Linked DNA regions of Mus musculus: all the other regions are linked to region 2. A link is a contact called in public HiChIP or PLAC-seq data. All regions are on one chromosome and are shown on one strand. The core of a region is the stretch at or near the end of the contact, and the rest is flanking DNA. Distances in the headings are between cores, read along the strand shown.

Region 1 (3,975 bases), core at 1,249-3,748, 1.1 Mb after region 2:
AGCAACAAAAATAATTTTATGGCTGGGGGTTCACTACAGCACGAGGGACTGTCTTAAAGGGTCACAGCATTAGGAAGGCTGAGAGCCACTGCCAGAGGCCAACATCACGGAGTTAATTAAGGTTCCCTATTCCCAGGTGTGTCAAGTTGGCAACCAAGTCTAACCATCATATAAAGTAAAATCCAGAAATCATTTCTGAAAATGTATATGTATGAGTAATGTCTGAGTCTACTCAGCTGTGACACAGCTTATACAATCCGTCCTTTTAAAATATATACATATTTATTTTATGTGTATGAGTGCTTTGCTTGTATGCGTGAGTGTAGTACCACATCCATGGGTGCCCAGTAGATCGGACAAAGGCATCCTATCCTCCTGGAACTGCAGTTCTATCCCGTGGGAAGCCACCATGTGGGTGCTGGGAACTTAAGCTAGTCCTCTGCAAGAGCAGCAGGCTTCTTAACCACTGAGTCATCTCTCCTGCCCGTATACACACTAAAACTTAAGCACAAGAATGTCAAGCTAATGCCAAAAGTCACTTGGGGCCGAAGATCTTTAGGTCTTTTCTGAGTTTCTATTTCCCATGGTGGGACATGAATGTGGGGCACTTCAGATGAGCAGGATGATTTCTTCAAATCCATGTCCTAGGAGAAACGAACACTAAAGATCTTGAACTAAGCAAAATATACTTTCTTCTTCTTCTTCTTCTTCTTCTTCTTCTTCTCCTTCTCCTTCTTCAACAACAACAACAACAACAAACACACGTTCTCCTAATGAAAACAGTTACAGCAAACACTAGAACTCAGAATGGGCCAGGCATTAACGCTGAATAATTCACTGAATTGCACTGAGTTTAGTCCTCACACTAACCTGTAAAGTAGAAAACTGCCACACTTTGCAAATATAATTCTCTATTTGAAGGCTCAGCTCGAGCTTAGCATATTCAAGGGGCTATGTTTGTTCAACCACCAGCATCATAACAAAACACTCTATTTATCCATGACAGTACAGAGGCAAAGAATCCCATAGGACGGGATTCAAAATTACGGACTCTCACTCCACAAGCCATGCTCTTAAGGCACTATATTTATAGTAATCATAACAGCCTATTAAAACAGGTTCCAGGAAATTACAGGTTTCAGTGGTTTGCGTTTTTGTTCTTTGTCTTCTATTTTTTGGCTTTATATGTGTGTTGCTCTATTTGTAAATTACATAAAAAAATAATCGGATTGTACATCAATGGCCTTCATCTTCAAAACAAACGCTTTGAGCGTATAGCAGGGGCATTATAATAAAACAGTTTATAACAAAAATAGCAAGGCAGGTTCACTTTTGGAGAAAAAAAGCTTCACTCTTATTTTTTCATTTAAAATTTCGAGAACGATAATCTCCATTGTTCTAGAGTAAGAAAGAATGTATGGCCTGGGCTGGAGAGATGGGTCAGCGGGTTAAGAGCTCACTCACTGTAACTGCTCTTGCAGAAGACCCCGCCCTTGGTTCCCAGCAGCCAAGTCAGGCAGCTGACACCATAACTCCAGCCCATCAGGATGGAAGCCTCTGGTCTCCCCAGGCACTCGTGCATGTGCCCACACACAGGCTCACTCATAATTAACAGTAACAAATCCCTTTTTAAAATGAAGCCCATCTTCAACCTAGTAAGCATTTGATTTTTCCGCTGCTCTAGCTTTCTTACAAGATTTTCAAGTAAATTAAATTCCAACAACTTGGATCAAACGTGAAGAGTTTGTATAGGTGGGTAAATTTGATTGTGAAAGATCATATAAAAAAACAAACAACAACAAACAAACAAAACCACTGTATATTTAGGCTGAATGTCAGAAATGGGGTTTACTCCAAGGAATCTAGAGAGATCATCACAGATGCTTCGTAGTAGGACAACATGCCCAGGAACGAAGGAAAACGGAATGTGAAGGAAATGGGGGATCTTTTCTGATAATGGTGGGAAATCAAGCCTTGGCGCTGCAGGTAAAAGGGTGGGGGGTGGGGGGCCTTCACAGGGACAGTTCTCCAGACGTCTGAGTTCTGGGGAGTTTGAATAGGCCCAGGGATGGAGATGGAACTGCCCTGGAACAGAGGCAGAAAGGAGCTGTGAGGACAAAGATGCAAATTTCGCGTGCCTCGCGGCGAGCGCACACGCCGGCCTGAAGGATGGTGCACACACAGGTGTGCACGGGAGGCCGCACGGACCCGCAGGGGACAGGCCGGCGGCGGTGGGGGGCGGACGCCTGCATCTACCGAGGTTGGACGAGCCCACAGCCCGCTCGGGGCCCCCGGAGCAGCACGGCGGACATCGGAGGGCGAGCCAGGGACGCCCTGCCCGACTGCCCCTCCCCGTCCTGAGGCCCTTCTCACCTGCGGGTCCCTTCCAGACGAGACAGCCACCAACCACACCGAGCCGCAGCGTCCAATTATTGCCGGAAGCCGTCCGCCTCCCGCCGAGGGCCACCGCTGGACGCCCCGCCTTGGCGTCCCGCTGATTGGCCGGAGAGGAGCCACGTGATTCGTGTTGCTACCCGAACTCGGAGGCCTCGGGGCGCGCGTGCTCAGTGAGCACAAGCCCCACCCACCCATCCTAGGCGCCCCAGGGTCGGTTCTGGTGGTTTTTTTTTTTGACCCGCCTTGTTGGCATTGCCCAAGTTGTCTGGCGGAACCCGTGTGGTTAGCCTCAGTTTCCAGACGTCCTCTCCGGACCTACAGACCTCCCTTGCGCCGGGCTGGGGCTAGCAAGGACACCGCTGGTCTACACTCGGGTCCCTCACCTCACTGTCCCATTTACCTGCCTGCCTAGCTAGGCATCTGTGAATGCAAGGGTCTGTTCGGACTGCCCCAATCTCCTACACGCCAGAGTCTTCTTGCTCGTAGCCCTGGGGCTCAAAGACAGTCTTGCTGACCTGCAGCCTAGAATGGCTTTCAGTTCCTAGAAAGCTGGGAAAGCAGTGTCAACAGGTGGAATGTTTTCCAAATAGGTAGTATAGGGTCTGTAGAAAGGAGAGGGAAACTGGACCACTGCAGGTTGTGGAGCTCTTCTGCCTTGATAACAAAACGGAACTAGGAATGGTTCTTACCCGAGTAAACAAAAATATTTTAAAGTGCCTAGTGTGTAATGAGCAAAAACATATATATTCAGGTTAGTCTTTTACATTTTTAAATAGCAGGTATTCATATTTGAAATGTATTATGTAAATAATTTCTGACGTGCTTTTAGTCTAATAGTGTTTTGCGCTATACACTTTAAAAATACTAGACCAATTATGGGTGGAAGTCAGCATTATTCCGTCCACACACCTAATCTAGGCGTGTGGCTCTCGATTCTAAACCATGCCCAGTGGCTCTGTGCTTTTGTTTATTGAACTTGTAGAGGTGTGTTTGCAAGCAAAGGCTAACCTTAATTCAGACTGTTTGAAGTTTTTGTCGCTGTTACCAAGCCAAGATAATAAGTGAACAGAGACAATAAGATAGAGCTGTCCAGCTTCCAGTGGGGTTTGTCCTGATAAACCCATGCAAGGTGAAAACACTAAGTCCAAAGTGCACCTAATACACGCAGCATAGGTTATACCCAGCCTGCCACAAACCCTCAGAACATAGAAAACCTATGATCAGGTGAAAGTATTTAACAAGGTCTACTTAAAACCGAGTTTAGAGCCAGTGAGATGTCTCAGCTGGTGACAGTGCTCCTGTGGAATCCTGGAAACATGAGTTTAACCCTGGGATCCCATTTGGTGGAAGGAAAGCACTGACTCCCGTAATTGTCCTTTATGCACCTTGCCTGATCAAAAGGAAATTTAAAAGCTATTTTAAAGTATGTTAAATATGTTGTGTGGCTAGGTATGTCCTCTGAATTGAAATCTTCCCTCCTGGAGACAAGAATAGGGCACCCAAGACTCAGAGGCAAAGGAAACCTAAAGGGTGGGAAAGCCCCTGAAAGAAGATTCACAAAATTCCCACCCAAGATTA
Region 2 (4,076 bases), core at 389-2,888:
GTATCAAACTGAGCCGTTTCTACACAGCAAAAGGAGCAATTGGCTGATGAGCCTTGGAAGTCGTAAGAATGCCTGACCTGCGAGTTAACATGTGACAAAGGGCCAGCATCTGCCATCTCTATTGAAACCCGACTAAAAACAGGCGAATAATCTGAACAGACATGTCTAAGAGTAAGACACACAAATGCCCAATAAGTCCATGTGCACTGTGGAAAAGCCACATCAAACCTCACCTCATACCAGTGAGAATGGCTATCATCAAAAACAAAATAGCAAATACAGGCAAGAACTCAGAGAAAGGGGAATTATCACTTGGTGCTCATGGGGATCTTAGAGCCACCCTCAGAGAACAGTAGGGAGGCTTTGCAGAAAACCCTGAACAAACACTCCACATGCTCCGGCTATCCGACCCAAGCCTGTATCTCAGGGAATAAATGGGGGGATGTGGGGGTGTCAGGCACACCTGTGCTGATTCCAGCCCTTGTCACAAGCGCCTGACACAGAATCAACTGCAGTGTCCATCAGCAGACAGAGCTGACAATGAGAATGTGGTACACACAATGGAAAATTACACCCAGTAACAGAGCATTGAGTCCTGCCATCTGTGGCAAACTGGATGGCACCGGAGTACACTGTGCTAAATGAAATAAGTCAGACCCAGGAAGATAAACACCATGTGAGAAAGGCAAGACGAGGGTCCGTATGTGGAATAGTTACTCCAGCAGCTGGGAGTGGGGAGAGGAGAGGAGACTGAAGAGGGGGCTCCAGATAGGTGCAGACAAAGCGCTAGGCAGTGTAACTGACTACAGTTTACAGCAACCAGTGGATAGCTGGAAGAGAGGTGACACGAAGCTCCAGATGCAGAGGAATGGCAAGGAGGTGGTGGCATTAAGTACTCAGATCAGTCAGGATGTGTTCTGTCAGGACCGAAATGTCACTCTGTGCCCCACAAACATTTCTAATTATCACGTGTTAATCGCAAGTTGAAAAACAATTTTCTAGGAGACAGAAACACTAGGGATCTTGTTCAATCATTGTGTTTTGGGTTCAGATGTCAAATTATCATATCATCTGACATGGGTATGTTAAATACAGCAAGAATGCAGATGTAACACCAGGGGGTGTGTTCTTATTTTGATGGGGACCACCAGAAAGACAAGTGGGATCCTACATCACCTGAGTCCCCAGGCCACCTATGGACCATGTGCTAGGTAAGCCAATACAGATAACCATCTGACACAGAAAATGAGGACCCACCTCTTGGGTCTGTGACCAGCGTGCACAGGGGCAGCTTACCCAACAGATGGCTCACCATCTTTCTCTTCCCAACCATGAGCTACAGCCTGAAAAGTCAGTAAAACACTTTAAACTGCCCTCAGGAAAGTACACACTTTCCAAAGTCATTTCAGGAGATCCGAATGCTTAACCCAACCCATGGGTCCCCACAGGAGCCCAGGCCACTGGTTCCCAGGCCCCTCTCTGTAGGCAAAGTCCATCGTGGAAACCCAATACGACTAACGACTAACGTTCATGCCCTGCCTCCATCTGAAGCCTGCTTTCTGGGTGCTTGGAGCTGTGTCGGGGCAGCTCCTTGCTGCTTCTGCTGGCACAGCCTCACCCTTCCTCAGCACTGGTTGCTAGGCAGTGACACCCACGTTCTGCCTCCAACACAAAACAGCAGACCAAGCTTCCAGAGCTGAATGTTACAGTCGTTCAAAACAACACAAAAGTCGTACGATTTCAATGGGAACAAGAACTTCTACCCAGCTTCTCGAAACATCCTGAGATAACAGGCCCCACCCAGGGAAGGGGAAAGAACACACAGAGGCCAAAACTCTAAAGGAAGCACAGGGGAGACTCGGGGACCTCTGATTACCAGTTCAGCCTGCTGCTGGTGTGACTGACTGGAGGGCGGCTCATTGGATCCTAAAGACAGGCTGCCCCTGCTGTGAGGTGGATCTAGACACACCCAGTCCAGCCCCTTCCCAGTATCTACTGTTAGACAGAGTCTGCAGCAGCAGTAGCAAACCTCTCAAGTGCAGAAAGATGCCCATTACTGAGGTCGGCATGCACACAAGACAACTTGAAGGGATGGATTCTCTCTTCCACCATGTGAGCAGCAGAGAGCAAGCGCAGGCCAGTCAGGCTTGGTGATCAGTACCTGCTGAGCCACCTGACCCAGCAACATGTCCTAAATGCCTAACCCTCAAGACGTAGAAGAGTAAAATTTTCCTGTCTGTGATAATGGCTGCCTAACCAACTTGGCTGCTCTGTGCACTTTGCTTTACACGTGGACAACATCGAAGCACCACCTTTGACACTTCAGATATAGCTGGCATTCCATTAAACCTCAGCAAGGGAGTACGGACAGCCTGGGAGTCATGCCACTCACACAGCCCAGGCCGGGCGTGGTGGCGCACGCCTTTAATCCCAGCACTCGGGAGGCAGAGGCAGGTGGATTTCTGAGTTCCAGGCCAGCCTAGTCTACAAAGTGAGTTCCAGGACAGCCAGGGCTACACAGAGAAACCCTGTCTCGAAAACCCAAAAAAAAAAAAAAAAAAAGGATTTAGTCATCCCTGCTGTGTATGCCTCTCAGATGCGGGACTCACTGCATCTCAAGCAACAAGAGATAGCAGGGGCCTTCTCCAGTTCCGTGTTCCTAAGACAGAAGGGGCAACCCAGGGCTAGTCTCCCATGGACCCCAGGGCTGGCTGGCTGGACTTCTGCAGTCACCCCGCAACCATGGCTCCTTCAGGAGTACCCAGGCCAGTACAGCTGCAAATGGGTCACCAGCCAAGGGCACACATGCAAGGGTGAGTCAGGGTGCCCACCTCAATCTGCAGAACCCTCTGTCCTTCCGGAAGACAGTTCTTAAAAGACACTGTTTCTGAGAACACAGTCTCCCCTTTATCTCCATTATGGGATGTGCTACACAGTGCACACTGTCTGTGCATCAGAAGGTCTGCTCCTAAATTTCTTCAGGATAGCCTGGCCTGTGCCACATTCACTGGCAGCTCGCAGGACCCAGCACTTGGTTCATCACAGGCTCATAATAAATAAACATGAACAACAATACCACATCATTAAACTGAAATGCCCCCTGGGGATGGCAGGGCCCTTAATTCGTCCTGCGGATCCCATCTGTAAGGCATGCTGTAAAGCGGGGGGATGAGGAAAGGCTAATCAAGGGAGACATTAACAGATGAAGTCACATGCCCACCAAGTCACCACCTCAAAGGGCATGGCACTCCACCAATATCAGCAGCAGGACAATGATACGCGTCATGCCAAGGCATGGGCGCACCCACAGTGAGAAGCAGAGCAAACTTCTAGAAGGCGGAACAACTGCCTCGCTGCTGAAGAGTGTGAAAAGCTGCTGTCAGAAGCTGCCATTCCCTGAGGTAATCTCTGAGCTTCCTTAAAGACAGGAGATCAGCATCGGCCTGCAAAGTGTGGTCTGCAGGTCTCCAGGACTCCCCACATTGTAGTGGGCTGGTGCAGACCTTGTCATCACTGAGGTGGGGCCACCTGCCGTGCAGCTTTCCGCCTTGGCTGGCTTCTTTTGAGGTGTCAACTGCCCTGCTCTTCTCTGAGATCCTGCTGCCTGCTGAGACACCTTTGAGACATCCATGTTGCGCTGGGTCTTCCGGGCTGGCAGCTACAGTCACCAAGGATGGACTGGCCGGGGAGGGGGAGGGGCGGGTGGGGGGGGGGGCTTCTCCCTTTTAAGCACAGTCTCTTAGTAAACTCACGGGCCTTGATCAGAGAAAATTTGTCTTGGCTTCATTATTTCTCTCGCCGTCTAGTCTCTCTTTCACCCTAAGCCTGCCTTCCAGGAGTACCCAGTTCATGTAGGTCGCGGGCGGCTTGCAACTACAGATTGGCGCCTGAACAGGTTCTTCTTAACAGGACATACAGCAATGCTTCTGAGCTCAGCGTGAGGACAGCACCCCTCTCCTGGGGAGTAGCTCCTCTGAGCTGCTCCACACTCAGCCTCTAACCCCACACCTCACCCTCAGACAGTGGGCAAGCCCGGCTCTGTTCTGCTCTGCTTCGCTGGCTGGCTCCTCTTTCCC
Region 3 (3,778 bases), core at 27-2,526, 1.5 Mb after region 2:
GTCAAAGACATGAACACCCACAAAGTCAGCAGCACAGTAATGATGGGGAACACATCTGCTTACCACTCTAGTTGGCGGTGTGAACCTGGGAGAGCGGGGCCTAAAAATAAGGCGGAGTTAAAGTCTCGTGCACTAGACGACTTTATTCCAAGCATCAGACAACTTATACTCTGAGGGTTAAGTAGAGTCACCTGAGTAAAGTGTCCAATCACAAGAGTAAGCTGCACATGGCAAAACCATGTTTTGCCATAGAGCCACATGAATAACAACAGCTGAAGTAAAGGCACTCCTGTCCCTGAGAGGGGCACCAAAACACACTCTTAATAATGTTCCTGTGCTCCGAAGAAACAAGAGGTCCCAAGATTCCTGCCTTGTTTTCTTGGCGCTTTCTCACAAGCACTCAGGATCTCCTCACACTCCTCTGTTCTTTAGCCGTGTTCTGACGCACATCCTTTGTAGCTATGTTGGTAGACGAGAGGATATTTTTAAAAAACAAATTCTCATGAGTATTAAATGAATGGACCCTGAGGAGTTAAAATTTCCCTGAGACTCTGGTGTGGAGGGAAGGGAAAGGCTGGGACCCTGATGCCAGCCAGAGAGGGAACTTTCTCCCAGAAAGAGACTTCATGCAGTTCTGTCAACTTAAGAGACCATCTCTCAGGAGAGACCAGAGCTGAGACACTGATCCGTCAACTGTGAGTAGAACCGCCTAGACCAGGGCTACTTAACTGACTCGTGCTCTCTTGATAACCCTAAACCTCACAGCCGCCCTGCAGACAGACTTGAGGTCGCTGGATATACTTGTTTGCTCCTCTTGCTGTGGCCCCATTGAATAAACCTTTTTCTGTTTTTCACATATGTTTCTTTAATTGCTGTACTAGCGACAGAAGCCAAACCAAGGTTGTTAGGACTGCCAGAGCCCAGGTTTGCACCCTAAAAACTCCAGTAATACCACTGAAAGACCCACAGCGTGAGGACTCCCCCACGTTCTGACTCAGGAGAGGCGACACCTCAAATCACTCACAAGAAACGGTCTTAATGCAAACTGCCAGAGGTTTATTCAGGAAAGACCAGTGCACTGGGGACGACTTGTATCCCACGCAGGGGTAGAGGAGTCAACCACGAGCTCAAGGGGTCGGGAAAACAAAGGACGAGACACAGACAAACAAGAGCAGTGCACTGGGGACGACTCGTATTCCACACAGGGGTAGAGGAGTCGACAACAAGCTCAAGGGGTTTATATAGACACACAAACCACAAACACCCAGCATTGGGCTATAAAGGCAAAACCCGCAAACACCTGGCAAAAACCGCCATTCTGGAACAATGGGGCTATTTTGGACACAGGTCTGGGGGCTTAAATAATTTTTTATTCTCTGTCAGGACCTTTTACCGTCACTTCCAGGTTTCCTCCTGTGTCTTTTGAAGCTCCTTTCACAGCTGACTCCGTGCCACTGATAACTGCTGGTACTTAGCACAGCACAGCATTTTAGAACTGATTGCAATGTGTTTCTTTGCTGTGGTTTCTTCCGTTCAGCTCCATGAGTTGAAGTTCACAGGTGCAGTTACTGCCTCACATTGGGCTGTGTCACTGCAGCGATGTGTGCTCCCACCCACTCGGGGGACAGTTAGGCGCTCAGCAAGGTCAGGATGTTCAACGCAGAGCTTCCAGGAATGGCTCCCATTACGTAGGAGCGGGCTCTTCCTTCTTCTGAGTGGTGGACTTGGTTGGTTAGAGTGTGTAGACATAATCTAACCTCACACAACTGTGTAGCTAGAAAACGAAGGGAGATTTTTAAGCACCCTTTTCATAATATTGAGGCTGCTGGTGACTGTTGTTACAGATGTCAGCTTGACTGCAGTGACAGGTACCACCATAGCTCCAAGGACTTATTTATGGGTACATCTGGAAGGGTGTCCTCAGGAAAATTCCAGTAGGAGGGGGATAGGCTTTTAGTGTTGGGCATGGTGTACAGTGCACAAGACTTGCTGGTAAATGGCTGTGCTGGTTTTATGTGTTTATCACACCATTTGTTATTTTAGAACGTGTCCCTCTACCACATGAAAAAGTTTACTGTACAGAAGTACATTACATGCTGCCCGAGATGGCCTCCTCCACCTCCCTCGTGCCATCATGATGCCCAAAGCCCAGCCCTGGCTGCAGCAGGCTTAACTCCATAGGGAGCAATAGTCTGGAATCTGGGTATTTTTAAAATGTAATCTAATTTAGATTTCATAACAAGCAATTGTGAGGGCTGAAGAAATCTGTCTTCTGCCGGCCTGAAGTTAATCAGAGAGACCTGCAAATTGCTTTGACATTTGGAAAGTAACTAAGTGGTTATGACAAAGGCACACACTTCCTCGCCAGCCCCAGATTCCTTCCTGTTTGGAGCAAAGTATTTACCACAGCCCCAGGTTTCCTGCATTGACTTCCTTTCAGGGACCATGGGCTCACGGGGTTACCTCAGGAACGAGGTTCCTAGCGGCTCCCCATCCCAAAACCTTCATTAAAGGCAACCCATGCTTTCAGAGTGCTCTAGGAACCAAAGAGTCAGACACAGACAGGCCTCGCCCTGGTTGAGCGCAGTGCCTGGCACTGTGACTACACTTTTCACATACTGTCTATTTCATCAATGCCGTGGGATCATAGATGAGAAAATCAAGGCACTGAATAAACATTTCCAAAGACAAGTGATTGGTCAGGAGGAGAAACACTGTATAAATCAGGTAGGTCTGATTTCAAAACTTAACACCGTCTTCTGAGGAGAGCAGGTACTCACTTGAATACTGATTTTCAATTCAACCTTGACTCATTCACGCAACAGAATAATTGCTCATTCCATCTGCTCTCAATGGAGGAGAGTGGCAAAGAGAAGTCACACAAAGCTGCCCTTGAAGAACTTAGCTACAATTATAGAGGAGCAGAGGCCAGCAAAGCAACTCATTCAGGAAGTGCCTCCCATGCCAACTAGTTTTGAAAGGTTACATGGAGGCTGGTGCCCAGTACTAGGTAAAGTGTATGAATGGAGACAGTAATTGGATTCCATGAGCAGTCTGCTTCATAGTGCCTGCTTTTCTGGCAGGAGAACTGAACAAGAAGCAGGGAATCACAAGATCAGGTGTGAAGAGTGGAGCTGTGTTAGGGTACCATGCAGGTCTCCAGCTCTGGACCATGGCCACACTTGCGGGGAGGCTCCTGCCTTTGTTCTCCACAGCAGGGCCTTTCCTGAAGAAAAGGATCCACACACACACACTGACCTGGGCCCTGTCTAGCATGGGAAAATGGCAGGGGCTTGGGGTTTGACCCTGGCACAGGAACTTCAGTCAGGCTGTTGACCTTGTGGGTCTCCCACACAGGCTCACGTGGGTACCAGAGTGCACAGGCTTACACTGCTCACAGACAGGCTCACACAGGCTCACATACACACAACATAGACATACATACACACACACACACACACACACACACACACAGACACTGCTCAGACGCTAAGATGGCTCTTAGTCCACAGAGCTGTGTCTCAGTGGCGATGACAGATGGGCAGAGGCACATCTGACACAATCCAGACATTGCTTCCTGGTATCCAGCCTGGGCTCAGGAGCCCTAGGTGACCTCCCTCCACTCCTCCTGCTGCTGAGGCTGAGCCTCTCCCAGTCCCCATCCTCAGTGTCTGTCCTCAACTCCAGGAGAGTCCTTCCTTCCTGCTTTTTAAAGAACACTCTCTCTGCCTGTGGTCCTTCTACTGTTGCTCACTGCTGCTCTGGTTTCAGGCTTCGG

What was found. HiChIP or PLAC-seq counts read pairs in DNA pulled down with a chosen protein or histone mark.
Region 1: a contact with region 2 is called in an H3K27ac HiChIP or PLAC-seq map of thymic regulatory T cells, with 7 times the contacts expected there. The contact joins the promoter of Fbxo25 here to the enhancer-like site in region 2. A contact is called at or near these places in 5 of 39 promoter capture datasets (embryonic stem cells, hippocampal neurons, second pharyngeal arch cranial neural crest and 1 more), 4 of 115 datasets of contacts at active chromatin or transcription factors (forebrain, large pre-B cells, pancreatic cancer cells and 1 more) and 1 of 9 other capture datasets (embryonic stem cells).
Region 3: an H3K27ac HiChIP or PLAC-seq map of regulatory T cell precursor shows a contact between it and region 2, with 10 times the contacts expected there. The contact joins two enhancer-like sites. A contact is called at or near these places in 2 of 39 promoter capture datasets (3T3-L1-derived adipocytes and stem cell-derived epiblast-like cells) and 2 of 115 datasets of contacts at active chromatin or transcription factors (pancreatic cancer cells and regulatory T cell precursor).

The regions. Positions count from the first base shown.
Region 1 is chr8:13,906,262-13,910,236 of GRCm38.p6, reverse strand. Fbxo25 (F-box protein 25) reads right to left here and starts at 2,498. Exons shown (of 10, transcript NM_025785.3): 1 at 2,374-2,498.
Region 2 is chr8:14,965,758-14,969,833 of GRCm38.p6, reverse strand. All of the region lies in intron 18 of Arhgef10 (Rho guanine nucleotide exchange factor (GEF) 10), which reads right to left. Among named protein-coding and RNA genes, the nearest start is that of Gm16350, 6.6 kb to the right of the region's middle. Within about 2 kb of position 1,638, at least 73 of the 459 cell types and tissues checked have an H3K27ac peak or open chromatin away from gene starts, as enhancers often do. A contact at or near this core is called in forebrain, hippocampal neurons, pancreatic cancer cells and 2 more, where this site is marked.
Region 3 is chr8:13,426,154-13,429,931 of GRCm38.p6, reverse strand. No RefSeq gene overlaps it. Among named protein-coding and RNA genes, the nearest start is that of Tmem255b, 7.4 kb to the left of the region's middle. Within about 2 kb of position 1,276, at least 28 of the 459 cell types and tissues checked have an H3K27ac peak or open chromatin away from gene starts, as enhancers often do. A contact at or near this core is called in regulatory T cell precursor, where this site is marked.